Linked DNA regions of Mus musculus: regions 2 and 3 are each linked to region 1. A link is a contact called in public HiChIP or PLAC-seq data. All regions are on one chromosome and are shown on one strand. Each heading gives the region's core, a stretch centred on a gene start, on an enhancer-like site or on the middle of the called end of the contact. The rest is flanking DNA. Distances are from core to core; before and after follow the strand shown.

The links. HiChIP or PLAC-seq counts read pairs in DNA pulled down with a chosen protein or histone mark.
Region 2: a contact with region 1 is called in an H3K4me3 HiChIP or PLAC-seq map of stem cell-derived neural progenitor cells, with 3 times the contacts expected there. The contact joins the enhancer-like site here to the promoter of Mdm4 in region 1. A contact is called at or near these places in 2 of 39 promoter capture datasets (both in embryonic stem cells), 9 of 484 Hi-C or Micro-C datasets (the N1E-115 cell line, cortical neurons, embryonic fibroblasts and 2 more), 21 of 115 datasets of contacts at active chromatin or transcription factors (the HPC-7 cell line, craniofacial prominence, embryonic basal ganglia and 12 more) and 2 of 9 other capture datasets (embryonic stem cells and pancreatic islet).
Region 3: a contact with region 1 is called in an H3K4me3 HiChIP or PLAC-seq map of embryonic forebrain, with 4 times the contacts expected there. The contact joins the promoter of Nfasc here to the promoter of Mdm4 in region 1. A contact is called at or near these places in 5 of 39 promoter capture datasets (cranial neural crest, embryonic stem cells, neural stem cells and 1 more), 8 of 484 Hi-C or Micro-C datasets (the N1E-115 cell line, cortical neurons, embryonic fibroblasts and 2 more), 16 of 115 datasets of contacts at active chromatin or transcription factors (the HPC-7 cell line, embryonic basal ganglia, embryonic forebrain and 9 more) and 3 of 9 other capture datasets (adipose tissue, embryonic stem cells and pancreatic islet).

Annotation. Positions count from the first base shown.
Region 1 is chr1:133,023,846-133,027,245 of GRCm38.p6, reverse strand. It overlaps Mdm4 (transformed mouse 3T3 cell double minute 4), which reads left to right and starts at 1,830. Exons shown (of 11, transcript NM_001302801.1): 1 at 1,830-1,998. It overlaps Gm41953 (a long non-coding RNA gene), which reads right to left and starts at 513. Exons shown (of 3, transcript XR_878532.1): 1 at 16-513. It also overlaps the pseudogene Gm29257.
Region 2 is chr1:132,764,606-132,767,958 of GRCm38.p6, reverse strand. No RefSeq gene overlaps it. Among named protein-coding and RNA genes, the nearest start is that of Gm31101, 21 kb to the left of the region's middle. Within about 2 kb of position 1,673, at least 73 of the 459 cell types and tissues checked have an H3K27ac peak or open chromatin away from gene starts, as enhancers often do. A contact at or near this core is called in the N1E-115 cell line, cortical neurons, embryonic basal ganglia and 5 more, where this site is marked.
Region 3 is chr1:132,740,285-132,743,250 of GRCm38.p6, reverse strand. Nfasc (neurofascin) reads left to right here and starts at 1,454. Exons shown (of 30, transcript NM_182716.4): 1 at 1,454-1,580.

The sequences.
Region 1 (3,400 bases), core at 581-3,080:
TATAAGTGCCCTTACCTCTCTTCTGAGGAAACTCTGCTGACTTTAAGCTCATTGTCCGCAACTTCAGAAAGAGAATCACCACCTCAGCTCCTTCAAGGAACTCTGGATCTTCCAGTGGGGAAAGGTTATAAACAGGAGCTGGGAGCAGAGGCAATAAGATTTTATGCCTAGCAGCAGACACGCAGAAGCAGGCAGATCTCTTGAGTTTCCAGGTCAGCCTAGTCTACATAGTGAGTTCCAGGATAGTCAGAGCTATATAGTAAGACCTTGTCTAGAACAGAACAAAACAAAACGGGTAATGTTTACATTGGAAATAATGAATTTGTATGATCCTCCAAAAAGCCCAACTAAATAATTCGCCCAACCAAAATATAGTAGGGAGCATACAATGTGTGTACGGGAGATCAGGTCCCATTTTCTTTGTATAAGAATGCATCTGTAGCCGGGTGTGGTGGCGCACGCCTTTTAATAATCCCAGCACTCCGGAGGCAGAGGCAGGCAGATTTCTGAGTTCAAGGCCAGCCTGGTCTACAAAGTGAGTTCCAAGACAGCCAGGGCTACACCCTGTCTCAAAAAACATCTCTTTCTGGGATCCACATCTTAACACAAATTCTTGTCCAGAAAATAACGACCAGGGAGTAAGCTGGCTCATTGACATGTCAAAAAAAAGAAAAGTAGTCAAAGGATCAGGAAGGGTTAGCTTGTAGGGAAATGAGAAGACTAGAGATGGGATATGGAAGTTGTCTTTTTTTTTTTTTTTTTTTTTAATAGAACAGCAGACACCTTTATTACACTACGCATGAGGCTCATTTGCCTTTCCGGGCTTTGATCTTCCGCAGATAGAACTCCAGCTCCTTGCCTTCGAGCACATAGCCGTCTGCTCTGCCACACTGGCCTGGTCGTGAGGCAATACAGGCGAGAAGCTTGCCCTGCTGGAGCTGCTCCTCCAGGAGGCTGCTGATTTTGGCATTCTTTTTCCTTTCCTCATATTTCTTTTGAATTTTCTTTGATCGTTTTTTGTTTAAAATCTCTTCCTCCTCAGGAGTCAGCTTGGCCCCCTTCTTGCGGCCCAGGGGCAGTGCATAGTGGGACTCGTACCACTGTCGGTACAGCGTGCTGTCAATAAGCACGATGCAGTTCTTCACTAGGGTCTTGGTGCGGACAAGCTCGTTGTTGGATGCATTGTAGACAACATCAATGATCCTTGTTTTGCGAGTACAACACTCAGCGCCCCAGGAAAAGTTCCCCACATCCAATCTCAGGGCACGGTACTTCTTATTGCCTCCTCGAATTTGGACTGTGTGTATGCGGCGAGGGCCAATCTTCGTGTTGGCAGCGGGCCGTCCCAGCTCATACTTTCGCTTCTTGTGGCAGGGTTTTCGCTTAACCCCCCCCCCCCCCCCCCCCGGTCTTGCGGCGCTTTTTTTCGATCGAGACAGGGTTTCTCTGTATAGCTCTGGCTGTCCTGGAACTCACTTTGTAGACCAGGCTGGCCTCGAACTCAGAAATCCGCCTGCCTCTGCCTCCCAAGTGCTGGGATCAAAAGCGTGCGCCACCACGACCAGCCTCTATTTTCTTTCAAAACCTCTTTATGCAAGCAAGGTATGCTGTGGCAAGCCTTAAATCTCAGCACTCGGGAGGCAGTCTGGTTTACATAGTGAATTCCAGGACAGCTAGAGCTACACAGAGAATCCCTGACTCAATAGTAAAATAAAATAGAAAACTATCTCTGTCTGACCTCGGAGGTCCGGAGGCTCTCTTCCCGGACTAGTGTGTACTCAATGGTAGATTCTTCAGCCTTTCTAGCTCTCTAGTCCTCCAGGGTCCGCTCTATGGTTCCCCCGGCCTCCCCGGAAGCTCTTGCGAACGCTGGGTTTGAGAGGCCGGAAGTGGTGCTGCCGTTGCTCGCAGTTTCAAAATGCAGTGCAGGCCTTAGGGTCTCCGGCTGCCACCCCTCCCCCAGCTAGGAGGGGGAGCGACTCATGGAGCGGCCGTAAGGTGTGGTGTTGGGGTCTGGCCCGCGGGGGGCCGGGGGAGCGGACAGAAGGTCCGGAGGCTTCGGAGCTAGGAACCGGGCGGGAGGAGCCTGGGGCGCGGAGGGCGGCGTGGGCCGCGGGGCCGTGGAAGGGGCTGTGGGGGAAGGGTGGCGCTTCGACCCCGGGGTGGAGGAAAATGGAGTGTGGTGAAACGGAGTCCACAGTTAACAGACTGAAAGCGAAGTGAAGGGGTTGATCTTTTATTTGCTCTTCCACTTTGCGGGGTGGGTGAGGCACTTTGAAGGAAAGGAGTCGTAGAGAGAGACCTGGAGAGTGTCATTGGCGTGACTTAAGATTTAAATAATTTCTAGGGCTGCAAATTGTCTGCTTTAGTGTGTGAAAGATACTTGTTTGCGGTCTTCATACGGACCTGGGGCATTTAAAAAATTAAAAAAATATTCTTCACGAATATGTTGTGTTATTATTATTGAGACAGAATCTCATTATTATTATTATTATTATTATTATTATTATTATGACAGAATCTCACTGTGGCCGGCCCTGGCTAACCCGGAGCTTGCTGTATAGACTAGGCTGACCTCAAATTCACAGTCATCTGCCCCTGCCTCCAAAACAGCCTGCTCCTCTACCTCACCGGGACCACGAATATGAACTTTAATTAGCACACCACCCAACGATGCTTGTACATCCCCAGATTTTGACACCACTCTTATTATGACACATCTGGATAAAACAATGCCTGTCTTGTCCTACTCAAGAAAGGTCTTTGTGGATTAGGAACCTCTACCTAATGACAGGCACGACATGTGTCAAAGATATTTGAAACGTTTAATAATGCTGTCAGTTGCTGCATATCCAAGTTTAGTCTCCTCCTTCATACATTTCTGCTAGGAAAAAAGTTTGTTTAGGTCCAAAGTATTACTTTCAGTATTCTTTTACTGTACTGGTCAAGACCACAAACAACTCCTGTTTCGTTTTTTTTAATTAGCTATTTTCTTTATTTACCTTTCCTAGTTTCCTCTCCGAAAATCCCCTATCCTCTCTCCCTCCCTCTGCTCACTAGTCCACCCACTCCCGCTTCCTGGCCCTGGCATTCCCCTATACTGGGGCAAAGAACCTTCACAGGACCAAGGCCCTACCTCCCGTTAATGACCGACTAGGGCATTCTCTGCTACATATACAGCTAGAGACACAAGTCCCACCATGTGTTTTCTTTGATTTGTGGTTTAGTCCCAGGGAGCTCTGGGGGTACTGGTTAGTTCATATTGTTGTTCCTCCTTTGGGACTGCAAACCCCTCCAGCTCCTTCAGTCCTTTCTCTAGCTCCTTCCTTGGGGACCCTGTGCTCTGTCCAATGGATGGCTGTGAGCATCCACTTCTGTATTTGCCAGGCACTGGCAGAGC
Region 2 (3,353 bases), core at 424-2,923, 260 kb after region 1:
ATCTAACCACACCTTGGTCTACCCAAGTTAACAGAGTCACCCTCAGATTTGCCTCTGTCTTTCTAAAGACTTTCCAGCTTCTCTTCCAAGTCTCCATATTCGAGTGTGCTGTGTGTTTTCTACACGGATACTTGTGTCTTATTCAAGTGTTTGCTGAACATCTACTGTGGACTCAGACGCTGCCCTAGGTGTTTGCGCAACATTGGTAAATGAAGCAAGGGTCCCTGACCACTGTCTCTTCTGTCATCTGGCTGGTGCTCCGGCACCCATGAGCCTCTTATTTCTGCTTGGTTAGCATAGCAGTGTGTGTGCTCCATTTCCTTGCCTGTGGTGTTTGTGTGGGTATTGCAACATACCCAGTGCTGCCAGCTGCCCAACCAAGCATCCTCTTAGGCAAACATATGCACACAGATCTCTGGAAGCACCAGCCGGCAGAGCCTGCTTGAGACAAATGAGTGCCCCCATGCTTCATGCCACGTCCCGCGTCCCTAGACTCACAGCACATTTTGTGCTCTGGTGACCCTTCCAGGATGCATCTAGCAGCCTGGCTCCGAAGCCCTGAACAATCTCTCCAGCCCTCTAGTGACCTCACTTAAGAGAGCTGGCAGGCATGGAGGAATGGGAATGTAGCTGAGCTACCTGCCCCTGTCTGCAGCCAGCAGCGACCCTGAGGGCAGTGAGCAAGCCAGCACTTGACGATTCTACCTGGTCATAGCACAGTGTACTCGGCATCTGTGTAAACACCATTTCCTCACCTCAAAACTGTTCTGTGGGGGTATGAGTTTGAGGCTAGCTTTGGCTACATAGCAAGACCTTGTCAAGAGGGAGATGCAGGGTGAGGGGTAGAGCAGAGAACGCCATGTGTAGGCAGGAGAGTTAGAAGAACAATCCTTGAGGGTCTACCACATATTATATGACCTTTGCTCTAGGGCTCTGTCCATTGGCTCAGACCCCTCCAAATGAGCTCTTGTTCCCAGTCAGGGTGTCAGATCTTGTGATGTTCCTTTCTGCACACACAGGTTGCCGTACCCCCGACACCATCTTCAAAGCGCTCAGATATCCAGTCTGAGAAAAGGGCCTGGAAGACAGGTCTTGAAGCCTTGTCAATATCTGTGATGTGTGGAGCTCATGGGACCAGGCAGCTTGTCAGGGAATGCACAAATCTGAGAGCCAAGAGCTTGAGTTTGAATCCCAGCTCACTCGTCTATGGCTGTGGATCCACACATGGGCAAATCTCTCCTATGTGGGTTGGGGAAAGGTTGCTATGGGCTCCTGTGGTGAAGGCTGGCACTTGCCTTCTGCTTTGACTATGAAGCTCTGGACACACTTTTTTTTTTTTTTGGAACGGGGCACACAGGCTGGAATCATGGGCCTCTGTGTCAGATAACTATAAACCACGCTGCCATTTCTAGCCCCTGGAATCGCAGAACTGGGCTTTGGCGTGAGCTCAAGTAGCTGCAGACTTCCTTTTTCCACCTGTCCAGAACTCCTACTCCATGTCCCAGTGCCGGCCACTCAGCAGCTGGAGCAGCCAGAACGGAAGCTTACTGACCACATCTTGGAATGCCAACAGCAAAAGGGGGCTGAAACCCTGCTTCTCCCTGCCTCTCTCTGAGCTGGCCTCTGTCCCTCAGTAGCCCTGCCCAGTGCTCGGCACACACATCAGCAGGGCATAAATATTTATGACGTGCAACTAATGCAGTGGCTTACAGGATTCCTGGAGCTTTGAGCGGGCGGGCTCTCTGCACAAGACGCATTTTTACGTGAGGAGGGGTTCCTGGGCAGGAGAGCTGTGTCTGCAAGCAAGAAGGGGGCTCTCAGCCTCTTAGAGCATCCTGGAAGCCTGCCCTTCACTGCAGAGCTGAGTGTTTCCATTTGCAGGGAGGCTTCGCTGGCAGCTGCCACCACGCACTCTGACAATCAATCCATCAGCCTTTGAAGGGAGCTCTTCAGAAGCCCCGCCCCGATGCTACTGGCTGTACACCAACCAGAGAATGGAAAGAATTCCTTAGCCACTCACCCACCTACCCATCTGCAAGCTGACTCCTCAGGAGGTGGGTAGAGCAGAGGGTTCCTAGTCTCACTGTCACAAGGTTCTAGATGGTTCTCGGAACTGAAACCAAGGATGGCTGCCTCTGCCCCCTACCAATGCCCCCCACATTCCCAGCACCTAAGCCCCCAAGGCAAGAAATGCAAATATCAAGCCAACTATGGTGGTGGACATTTGTAATCCTAGCACCCAAGCCAGCTCTGGCTAAACTGAAGTTATATAGTAAGACTCTATCTCATAAAACAAACAAACAAACAAACAAACAAACAAACAAACAAACAAAGGGACCGCAAATATCTCAGACTTCCAACAACAAAGGTTCACACATATCTGAGTCAATCCCTTTCCTTCTGGCTGGCCAGTGTCCTCCCTGGGGCCATCTACTAATAGCCTTTACATGACTTCTCATAGGTCCTGAGGGCGTGGTGAGGCGTAGTGCGCCAAGTCATGAGACACGAGGCTTTCTGCAGAGTGGTCATGGCTCACGCCTCGTGACTCTGCGGAGTGGTCAGGCCTGGGCCTGCAGCAGAGAGTTCCTATCCAGTGGGCCTTTTCCTGGAGGCGTCAGCAGTGGCTAAACCTGACTGGCCATTCAGGACCACGCCCAGCCCAGGCTGGAGAGGAAAATGCTCCTGTAGTGGAAGGGGGGACTTTCAGCTCACCTCCCACCTGTGACCTCCCATTTCCACCCCTCCAGCGCCGGCTCCAAAGCCACTTCCATTCCTAGCACCGTCTGAACCCACACATCCGCTCCTCCAGGATCTAACCCCTTCCCGTTTGCTCCTTTAGCTACTAAACCAGTCTCCTTCCCTTAACCTTACACAGATCCTCTGCTGAGGCGAGTAAGAAAGTGGTAGGGGTATGGGTAGGGGTGGGGGTGGTGAGCACAGAGCTAATCTTTTCCTCCTGGGGGGGGGTGGGGCCCCATGGCCAGCATAAATCTCCTCTACTTTCTCTTAACACCTGGCCAGCTCCTTGTCACTGTGCTAACAACATTGTATTGATTTGCTCACGTGACCGTTTTCTCCCAAAGACCATAAACTCCTTGAGAGCAGAATCTATGTTTTGTTTGTTGTTTTTGAACTCGACTACCCACTGGTGTCCAATAGAGAGCAGGCACTTCATAAGTACAGAGTGAAAGCCTCTCTAAGCTTATAAATTCACAAAAGCAAACGTAAGCTCCAGTTGTTCACACTGTTTCCCAGCAAGGCCAGCGTTGACTGGAGAAGAGAGGTCTGCTTACAGCCTACAGGGGTTTCCAGAGGGCTGCTGCTGCCCCAACTCCAAGCACAAGGCACAAGGT
Region 3 (2,966 bases), core at 205-2,704, 280 kb after region 1:
GGACACAATAGTCACCACGCATCACCAGAAAATAGCTGCCTCTTGCTGCTCTAGGGATCCACACAACAGGATGCAGGGAGCTGGCCTCTTAGGATAGGAGAATTCTTTATTCCAGGGACCAGGCCACCACTGGATGCTTTTAGTAAAGGGGGGTGAGGGAACTCTGCCCTCCACACAGACCTGAGTGCTTTCAAGTGCCTTCCCCAAGTCTTCTAAGAGTCTGTCAGGTGTTTGGGACCTACCAGGGTCCAGGGACCCTATCCCTCTGGTTGGGTTGACTGGCTCCTTAGTGTCATCTGGTTCTGGTAGGGTGAAGTCTCATTCTCAGGACTAATACCAGGGTGATGCTGAAGTATTGGTTTTAAGTGACTTGCTGCTTTGTATATGTAGTAACCTTGAAAAAAATCGCCCAGGATTCTGACAATCTTGCTTCAAGGCTTTCAAAACTGGCCTCCCTCCCTGCCTCCTCTTTGCCTCCCATCTGCAGCTGTTGGGTTGGAAGCCCCTAGCTGAAGAGAGGCCATTTTGTCAGTGAGTGGATGAGCCTTTACTGAGCACAGGCTATGTGTGGGGCAGGGGGGTGATCTGCAGCGTCTCTTTTCCTGAGCCCACAGGCAGAGGTGGGTTGGGGGGGATGCTGAGACTGGCAGGTGGGTTCAGGTCTAAGTAGAGGTGATACCTGGGTGTGATCACAGAAGGAGTCTCAGAGTGAGTCTCAGAGTGGTGGTGCCTACGGGGCTGTAGTTTTAGGCAGGGAGCTGAATTAGAAGCTTCTAAGGGCTCATTCAAGGTGGGAGGGGGTACAGGTCTCCACCTGTGCACATTAGCTGAGGTCTACCAAGGGGGCGGGATCTCAGCTAAGACGCAGCCCACTTTGCATGCTCAGACCTGCTCAGTCACCGAGGCAGGGCTAACATTTGGATATGTGGTCTCCAAGTTCAAGGTTTTTCCACTCTAACTCAAGTCTGGGACAGTGCCCCGAGTCTCCCCCGGGCAGAACAATTCTTACAGTTTTAAAACAAGACCCACCTGTAATGTCCTCATGCTTTTTCTTTTGTTTGTTTGTTTGTTTGTTTTTTGCCCCTTGTCAGCTTCGGATGAACAACTCAGTGGAAGTTTTTGGAGGGAGCTATGCTCTCCAAAGCTGTGGACAAATTCCTGCCCCTAAGAACTCATAAAGGGGTTATTTGCAGGACAGACCGCAACAGTTCTGGCTCCAGGTCCTACGACAACACGGAGTGCCACTCTTCTGAAGGAGTATCCAAGATCAAGGGAGAAAACAGGGTTCCCAGACTCTGGTTCTGCAACTTGATCCTTAGCGCGTGGGGCGGACTGTGGCACCTGAGCATCCGTCGGAGCTGCTGGGTCCTGGTCCCAGCTTCTCGTACGCAGGGAGGGGTTCGGGGGCGCGCACGCAGGCCGCCGGGGACGCGCTGGCCGCCCGGGGGCGCGCACGGGCTAGTCTCTGCCCTAATGCGGCGGCTGGCAGCGAGAGGTGCTGCAGGGGACGCGAGGGAAGTGGCGGCGCCGGGAGCGGACATCTGGGACTGCGCCCGGGGCTGGAGCCCGAGCTCCTCGAGGTAAGGTGAGCGCGGGTACCCGGTAGGGTAACAGAACCCGGTCTCGGAAGCCCAACCAGCGGCACCCCCTTTGATTCCGCTCTCCTCAGTCCATCTGCATCCCCCGACCTGTCCCATCCCCCTCCATCCACATCCCTGTGCTTTTTTTTCTCTACACTGCCACCTGCCCGGAACCCACCAGATTCTGGCAGTGTCTCCCTCCAGCTTTCAGCCCTCTCCACCCTAATACCCTTTCGGACTCGGCTGGCAACATCCCATATTCCATCCCTCTCCCTCGCTCTCTCTCTCTTTCCTCGCTGTCTCAGCCTCACCATTGGAGACCAGCCAGCCCCTGTGTTTTCTCTCTGTACACCTCACTTTTCAGTTCCCCATTCCACTTATGTTTTCCTGCCTCACCCGTGGCCCCTCTGCTTGCCCTCCCTCCCGCGGCCCTGTGTAGTGCTGGCCTTCGGTTGCTCCCTTCCAGTTTATCCTCCCCGGTCCCCATCTTCACACCCAGTCCCAACCCCTTCACAGTGGCTTCCTTGTTTCCTCATCCTGCACACTCCCTCTGGAACATCTCCCCTACTCTCCTTGGTTCCTAGCCGGCCTACTACCCATCACCTTCTCTGCCTGCCCTTCGTGGTGATGTAGGTCCGGTGCTGACTGGGCTTGGACTCAGTCTACCCACCCTTGTATCGTCCTACTCTGCCACAGAGGCCTAGGGCTCAGTGGGCCAGGTGTTCACTGCTGTGAATTCAACCTCTCTAAAGCCCTTTGCTGCATGTTTGAGCCTGTTCATAGCTTTGGAAGAGAGATACTTGGGTTTGTAGGCCTCTGTGTGGTCCTCTCCTCTCCTGGAACTATTCAGGTTTGCTTCCTAGATGGGATCAGAAAGGGCTTGAGGCTGGGAGAAGAGGCAGGTCTAAGGGAATGGCCCTCAAGCTCCTGAGACTTGTCCTGAGTCCTGGGCTGCAAAAGCCTGGCAGAGAAACCTTGCTGGAGGGCCTAAGAGTTGGGGTCTTAGCAAAGACTTTTCCTCAGCTTCCAAGCCAGCATTCTGGCATCAGGAATGGTCCTGAGTGTGACCCACGACATGGCTGGGAGTGGTCAGAGTGCTGAATCACGGAGGCTGTGGTCCCACAACAGCCCACCTCACTCACTGAGCCAGGGTCTACTTTTCATTCCTCCCTTGGCTTACTGGCTGAGTTATGCATGCTGTGTGTATGTGTGTTGTGTATGAATGTGTATGTTGTGTATGAACATGTATGTGTGTTTTGTGTATGAGTGTGTGTGTGGTTCTGGACAAAGATGCCTCCTCTAGCTCCAGAGGAGAGGGTGACAATATTCCTCTTCTTGCCTGTCTCTTTCTCTGATAGGAGGGCCCTGATGTGCCTCCTCTAACCT